Linked DNA regions of Capsicum annuum: region 1 is linked to region 2. A link is a contact called in public Hi-C data. All regions are on one chromosome and are shown on one strand. Each heading gives the region's core, a stretch centred on a gene start, on an enhancer-like site or on the middle of the called end of the contact. The rest is flanking DNA. Distances are from core to core; before and after follow the strand shown.

The links. Hi-C and Micro-C count contacts between places; a contact is called where the count stands out from the background.
Region 1: a contact with region 2 is called in a Hi-C map of bud, with 5 times the contacts expected there. The contact joins the enhancer-like site here to the promoter of LOC107845968 in region 2. A contact is called at or near these places in 2 of 5 Hi-C or Micro-C datasets (bud and leaf).

Annotation. Positions count from the first base shown.
Region 1 is chr10:161,043,010-161,046,692 of UCD10Xv1.1, reverse strand. It overlaps the pseudogene LOC107845966. Among protein-coding and RNA genes, the nearest start is that of LOC124887822, 96 kb to the left of the region's middle. Within about 2 kb of position 2,297, at least 5 of the 5 cell types and tissues checked have an H3K27ac peak or open chromatin away from gene starts, as enhancers often do. A contact at or near this core is called in bud and leaf, where this site is marked.
Region 2 is chr10:160,750,441-160,754,010 of UCD10Xv1.1, reverse strand. LOC107845968 reads left to right here and starts at 2,247. Exons shown (of 4, transcript XM_016690480.2): 1 at 2,247-2,756; 2 at 2,843-3,067; 3 at 3,195-3,519. The coding sequence starts at 2,481.

The DNA of each region.
Region 1 (3,683 bases), core at 1,048-3,547, 290 kb before region 2:
CGAGTAGCTCTCCAAAATAGATTTGCCAACATCCTAGGAACAGCAAGAAGCATAATTTTCAATTCTGACAAACTATAGCCATATATTTCGGTAGTACTAAGTCAAGAAATCAAGATTGACCAAGAGAGAAAACGTAAAATTGATTAGTGGGATTTCATATCAAACCTTGTTATATTGAATTTTGCTCATGTCTAAGGTTGTCTGTGAAAGACCAGGAAAAGGCTTTCAGCTCTATCAGCAAGTACCTCCCTTTTATCGCCATCAACCATCAAATCCTTAACCATTTCCCATGAGGATTTTGAATTGGACCTATGCGTACTAGCAAAAGGTTTCGAGTAAGCTCTTCTGCGCCACACATAAATTGAAGCCTCCACCCTGTTTGCTATCTCAAATGCTTGATGCTCAGAAGACAAATCAAGGCAGTGAAGCAAATATTCAGGTGAAAATTGATCCGAAGTGATATATCGGTGGGTGAGATCACCTAAACTAGCTTTTCCATTCTGCAAGATTAAAAATAAAACACCTACAACATGAATAACCTCCAGGTCCATTTTAATATAAAGAACACGTGTTAGCATCTCGAGGCGATATCTGTACCTTAGGAAGGCCTTCCAAATATGATTCAGGCACTTCCATTTCAGCTAAACTGTTGCTGTTAATAGCCATTGCAGCTTTCAGGATTTGGTTTGTGCAATCACGTCTGTGCTGCAACTCCCTTCTTGCATTTTCACTGAGACCACCAGGGGGAACTCTAGGAACTGGAAGCCACCATTTCTCCTCTTGGCGAGGGAGGGGATTTCTGAAACAGGATGATCCATCGGATTCTGGGGCTAAAATCCCTTTGTCAACATACCAGAACTTTGTGCTTCGGAAACTGTCTAATATCTCCTGTGAAAGAGGAAAACACTTTAGTATGTAACATTCAGCATTGAATGATAACGACTGAATGCCCACTGAACAAGGAATGACTATCTTACAATGAGCATATTGTCCAGCTTATGGAGTGCTGGGAGGTTGATGTAAAGATCTGACCGTGGCCTAGAAGTCATGACCTAAAACAGAAGAACGAATAAGTTAAACACATACGTAGCATTCAATATGTTTTTCCTCTACCTAACTAAACTGATTGTTTCCAAATCTTTGTTTTCTTTAGTCCTGTTGTTTGTCTGAGTTTTAAACATGATAAAAGGAGCAGAAGTTTCTATAGGAACAACTTCAACTAAACCACATTTACCTCAAGCTTGCTGCCATCAGGAAATGTCTACCAAGAGGGTATGAGTTCTACAATGTGATCACTAACACAGAGAAGCCATTCCATTTCTCTCCGCCACATTAACTTTTTCTCCAGAGGTAAAGGTTCTAATCTCCAAATTTGCCCAAAAAGAGTAGCTAATGGAAATAAAAAGGGGGAAATGAAGGAAAAGAATGTATACTTAGTAAAATGAAAGATTAAAATTCACTACAAACTTAATCTATACAGTGTAACAGAATCTAATACACAACAAGAAACTTACCACATAGATTGGTGATAGCATTAGAAATTGCGAGTGCTGTGCATACCCCATTTCCACAACCAGACATATCTTCTCCCAGCAGCAATTTTGAGAATCTCTCCTTCATCATTTCAATCTCTACAAAATCCCCACAAAGGTCAATCACAATACAGATTCTTAATGGCCAGACTTTATACAACAATAACAACATACTAGTGTAATCTCATACATTGGGTCTGGGAAGGGTATACCCTACTTTGGAGGTTAAGAGGCTGTTTCCTATATACCCTCAGCTCAAGGAAAAAAACATTTCAAAGAAGTACAGAAAACTAATAACGGTAAGTGAAGAGGCCATGACAAAATACTATAGACAACATGACAAATAATCTTGAACAACAATCACAATAAGGTAATACTCGAAGGACAACGAACGACATGAGTAATACTAGAGTAATAGTACTAAAGAATAAGCCATACAACACTCAACTTTCTAGACATATAACATCTTACCAGACAAACAAGACCCTTGTTTCTCCAACTTCCTTTTATCTACATAAGCTTTCTCTACCTCTTCAGAAACAACAGAATCTGCACAATGCTGCACCTCATCCTCTTGAATATGCCAAGCAATTGAAGATGGAGAACAAGAATCCTCAGAACCACTAAGTTCTTCATTCACATTTTCCTCTGACACCAAAAAAAAACAGAACTTGAACAACTCTCTCTACCGCCACCACCAATCTTTTCATTCAAACACACTAACGACTCAATTTTTCCACCATTTTCCCCACAATCACCCTTCATTAACCCTTCTCTACCATCACACAAAACCTCCATTTTATCATCAAGAAAACCAGGAGAACCACAATAAACTGAGTTGGTCATCACAATGCCATCAAATTCAAACCTTTTACTACCAGAACCATTTGACACTTTAGCTTTTCGATACAAATTCTTGAAAGATTTTGAAACCTTAAACTTCAATACAGAAAAATGGTTTTCTTTCTTGGACTTCGTACATGAGTCTAGTGGAATAAAATGCTTTAGCTGTGGCTGAAATTCCAGATAAACCTCTGTATTTTTGTCCTTGTGTGAAACAGGTCTATCCATAAGTTTTCAACTCCAACCATGTCTGCTTCTGAAATGGGGTAAAATAAAAATGAATAAAGACGACAAATCAAGAAATGAGGTTAATTTTTTTAATGAAAAAATTTTAAAAATTCCAGAATCTTGATTAGAAGAGTGAAGGTGGACAATGATTAAATGCAAAAATATAATGGAGAGGGAAGCAATGATGGCAATGAGGCTACAAAAGCAGACAAAGAAACAGCGCAGGAAGTTTTTTTTTGGTGGGCTGTGGGGATTTGCTTAAATGAGGAGCCTCCACTTGGACCACTTCTCACATACACTATCACTGTCACTATGTTTGTTGGGCTTTGCTTAAACAAGAACTCTTAAACATAATTATTGAGCATTGCTTACTTCAGTGGCCTAATACTCCCTCCAATTCAATTTTGATTTGATATAAAATTTAAGATAATAAAAAAATGATTAAATCTTGTTATTTTATATTAAAATATTTTTTAATTTTATCGTGTTAAATATATCATGTATAAAGATTAAATTAAAGAATTATCGAAAAAATAAGATAAATAAATTAAAACAAAAAACGTAGTACAATATTTCAATTTTCAAGTTCGTCTTTTTTGAAGTTCATTTTGAAAATATACATTACTAAAGTATTATAACAGATTTTCACCCCTCAACTTTCATAAAAAAATCAAACTCCCCCCTCAAGCCTCAACATTGAACAATAATCATATTCTCCTCTTGATTCCATGCAATATCCATTTTGTCGTTATAATTTTAATTATATATTTATGTAATATCTTTTTATGTTATAGGTAATGAATATTTTTTTAACATGAATATTTATAATATTTTATTTAAGTTTATTAATTTTATGTGTAAATTAATATGTTTTATAAATTTATTACAAAATTCAATATTATTTTTAAGATCTTTATTTTATTTTAATATTATATATATTAAAGAGTCGTTTGGTGTGAGGTATAATTATAATAATTCAGAGATAAATATCATGATTATTTATCCTGCGTTTAATTAGATGTATTAAATAGTCTCAAAATTATTTGTTACACCATTTATACCACGGTGATGAGATAAGTT
Region 2 (3,570 bases), core at 998-3,497:
ACAGGTAGTAATGCAGCCCTTTTTGCTGATGCAAAATAGTATTTACATAGTCAGCTTAAGGTCAAAGATTTGAGAGAGTTGAGATATTTTCTAGGCATTAAAGTTTTGAGATCTCAACATAGAATACTTCTCAACCAAAGAAATTATGGAATAGAGCTCATTTCTAAAATAGGGTTAAGTGGTGCTAAACCAGAAAACACTCCTTTGGAAGCCAATGTAAAGCACACTTATGCAGATTATGACAAGCTTACGGGAAAAACTAATGATCTATTATTTGATGATGTTAATGCATATCCAAGGTTAGTGGGAAAAATGATTTACTTGACCATAACTTGACCTGACATTTGCTTTGCAGTACAGTTACTTAATCAGTTTATGCAACAACCTAAAATCTCTCATTGGCTTGCAGCATTAAGGGTGGTAAGATTTGTAAAAGGATCTCTTAGACTTGGTGTTTTAATGAAGTCAAGTTCTATAACTGATATGATTGTTCATTATGACTCTGATTGGGCTGCTTGCCCTGACACTATGAGGTTTGTTGCAGGCTTTGTCTTATAACTAGGTTCTTCTCTTGTATCTTGGAAATCAAAGAAGTAACACACAATTAGTCGAAGCTCTACAGAAGCAGAATATCGCAGCATGGAAACTGTTGTAGCTGAAGTTTTTTGGATGACAGAACTGCTGAAGGATTTGAATGTTCATATCAATACTCCTGTACAACTATTTTGTGATAACATGGTAGCATTGCAAATTGCAGCTAATCCTATGTTTCGTGAACGTACTAAGCATATAGAAATAGATTGCCACTTCATTAGAGAAAAGCTCAAGGAAGGATTGATACAACCTGTACACATTTCTACAAAGTTCCAGCTTGCTGATTTACTTACCAAAGGATTGGGGATATCATAACATCATTTCTTATTATCCAAGCTGGGGTTTCTTGATGTATTTCACCCTCCATCTTGAGGGGAAATATTGGAAATGTTTGTTATTGAATTTTAGTTAGTTAGAAAGATGCTAAGTTGGCATTAGAAGTTAGTTGTAATGCAGTTAGAGGCTAGTGGAGTAGTGCAATCAAGATAACTGTGTTTACAACTATCAATACTATATAATTCTTTGCAAAATTTACAATAGAATGAAAAAAATGATTACTTGAGTTTTCTTATCCTTCTCTCCCAATCCTCTCTGAACCTTAGTTGTAGATTGTAGTCTAACTGTACAAATTTCATCAAGTCAGTGATAGTTTTAGCTTAATTCACAATGCTTTTTATATACAATGTTTTAAAATATTTTACATTGTTCATGTATAATACTCGTTATACACATATAATCTGATAATAATACAATTCATACTTTCAAAATTACATAAAATTCATTTGCCAAATAAACTTTATAAATATAGTAATTTTTTAATTTTCTATAGTAACTAAAGCATATAATACTTTAAGTAGTAATTTTTTCACGTTTTTCTAAAAATTATTTTACTTTAGTGAAAAAAATAAAAATAGTAGTGTTTGACCATAAAAATTATTTCATTTTAGTGAAAATTGTTTTTAGAAAAATGAAAAGAAGTTTTGCTGTTTTCACTTTTCTCACTCCTATTTATCTCACAAAATTTCAAAAATAATTCAATTTATATCCATGGCTAAATACAATACCAACTCCAATTCTAAAAAAATATTATTTTCATGTCCAAACGAGGTCTAAGTTTGTAGCCACAAAAATTTGTGATGACCCCATCATCCTTAACTAAGATTTCAAATCCAAACTTCAAAACTTTGGCCGTATTTTATAGCTACTTCTTATTATTCAAAGAACGCCCTAAAGGAAGTATGTAAAAATCTTGCTCTATTTCCTTTCTACTTTGAAACAAATCAAAATGAGTAATAATCTTTTGGTAAATCTCGAGGATCTTCTTAAAGTTAAAACTTTTTAAACACGAATATGAATTGGTAAGATTTTTTTTTTTTAAAATGTACTAAACACTAAGGGCGAAGCTAGTGGTTAAGATATGAGTCGGACCAAACTCAATAATTTCGATTACAAACTTAAATTTTTTCTTAAAAAGCTTAGAATTTCAAATCTACTTATAAATTTTAAATTTTGGCAACTATTGTTGAAGTGAACATGTAGTGTGAAAAATCTAAAATATTGTCAATTTCGTGCCTTATTCAATACACAAACATGATCACAAAAAATGCAATGGGGCGCATTTAATAGTGGAAGGATTTGCTAGTTGGCACTTACTACTGAAACAGCAAGTGGATTTAAAAATGTCGATTCAAACACCTTTGTTCCCAACCCCACCATATCGCTCATTCTCTCTCTCCTCTTTTGTCACTTCACTATATAAAGGTATAAACTCACTTGCTACCTCTCAATAGTCCGTTGTTCTCCTTCAAAATCCCCAGATTCCTTTTACACACAGTGCAAGAACCAAAAAGCACAAAAAGGTTGTTGAACCATTCTTGAATAAATCTATGGCGAAGAAGTTGGATGATTGTGAGTTTTGGCTACCTTCACAGTTTCTTACTGATGATGAACTTCTCATGGACTTTAAGATTAACGATGGCAGAAAGTACCTTGGACTCGGGTTTAACCCGTCTGGAACTCACTCGGATCTGAGTTCACCCGTTGATTCTGTGATCGGGTCAGTTGATACAGAGAGTGACGAAGAAGAGTATATTACTGGGTTAACTGACAAAATGGGTCAGTCTACACTTCGTGACCCTGGATTTAGCTATGGAAACACAAAGGTAACGTACCTTTTGATTCTGGTTCATTTTTGTTTTTGCAGTGTGCTTTTGGTTGCTGAATATTTGTTTTTATTTTGCTTTTCTAGGGTTGGAGTTTGTCCGGTTCACCTCAATCGACGTTGTGCGAAGGGGCTTTTGATCAATTTTATGCGGCTGCTGGCGAACTCGCAAGGATTAGGATGATGGATGAAGCTGCCAGAGTTTATCAGACTAATTTATGGGCTACCGCGGAGAATACCAGTGCAGTCCCTGCAGCCACAAAATACTCAAATCAGCCCTTGCTCTCTTACCAGAAGTTGCAAGTAGCTCAAGTAAGCTTCGGTATTTGCTACTGGTCAACTGATAGCCTTTGAGATTATGCAGGATTATACAACAAAACATCCTAATCCACCTTTTTTTTCTTTTCAACTTACCCATTTGTTTATCTATCAAATGTAGTTTCAGCGGTTGAAACAGCAACGGATGATGAAGCAAGGCCAAGGAGTATTGGGTTCGATTAAAGGTGAATTTGGGCAGTATCCGGTGAGCAAGAACCTGCAGCAGTTTGCTCATAGCAGAGGCCAAAATGGAGCTGCTAGGCCTATGAATTCTTCAACTTTTGGTTGGCCTAATTTGCAACAGTCTCAGTTTCCACAGCAGCATCCTGGCTCAGGCATGCGCGCTGTTTTTCTAGGAAATCCAGGTCATAAAAGGGAGTGTGCTGGTACTGGTGTTTTCTTGCCCAGAACAAATGGGACACAAACTGAAACTCGACAGAAAACGGGTATACCTTTTTTCCCCCTGTTATCATCACTAGATATTACCAACTAAATTA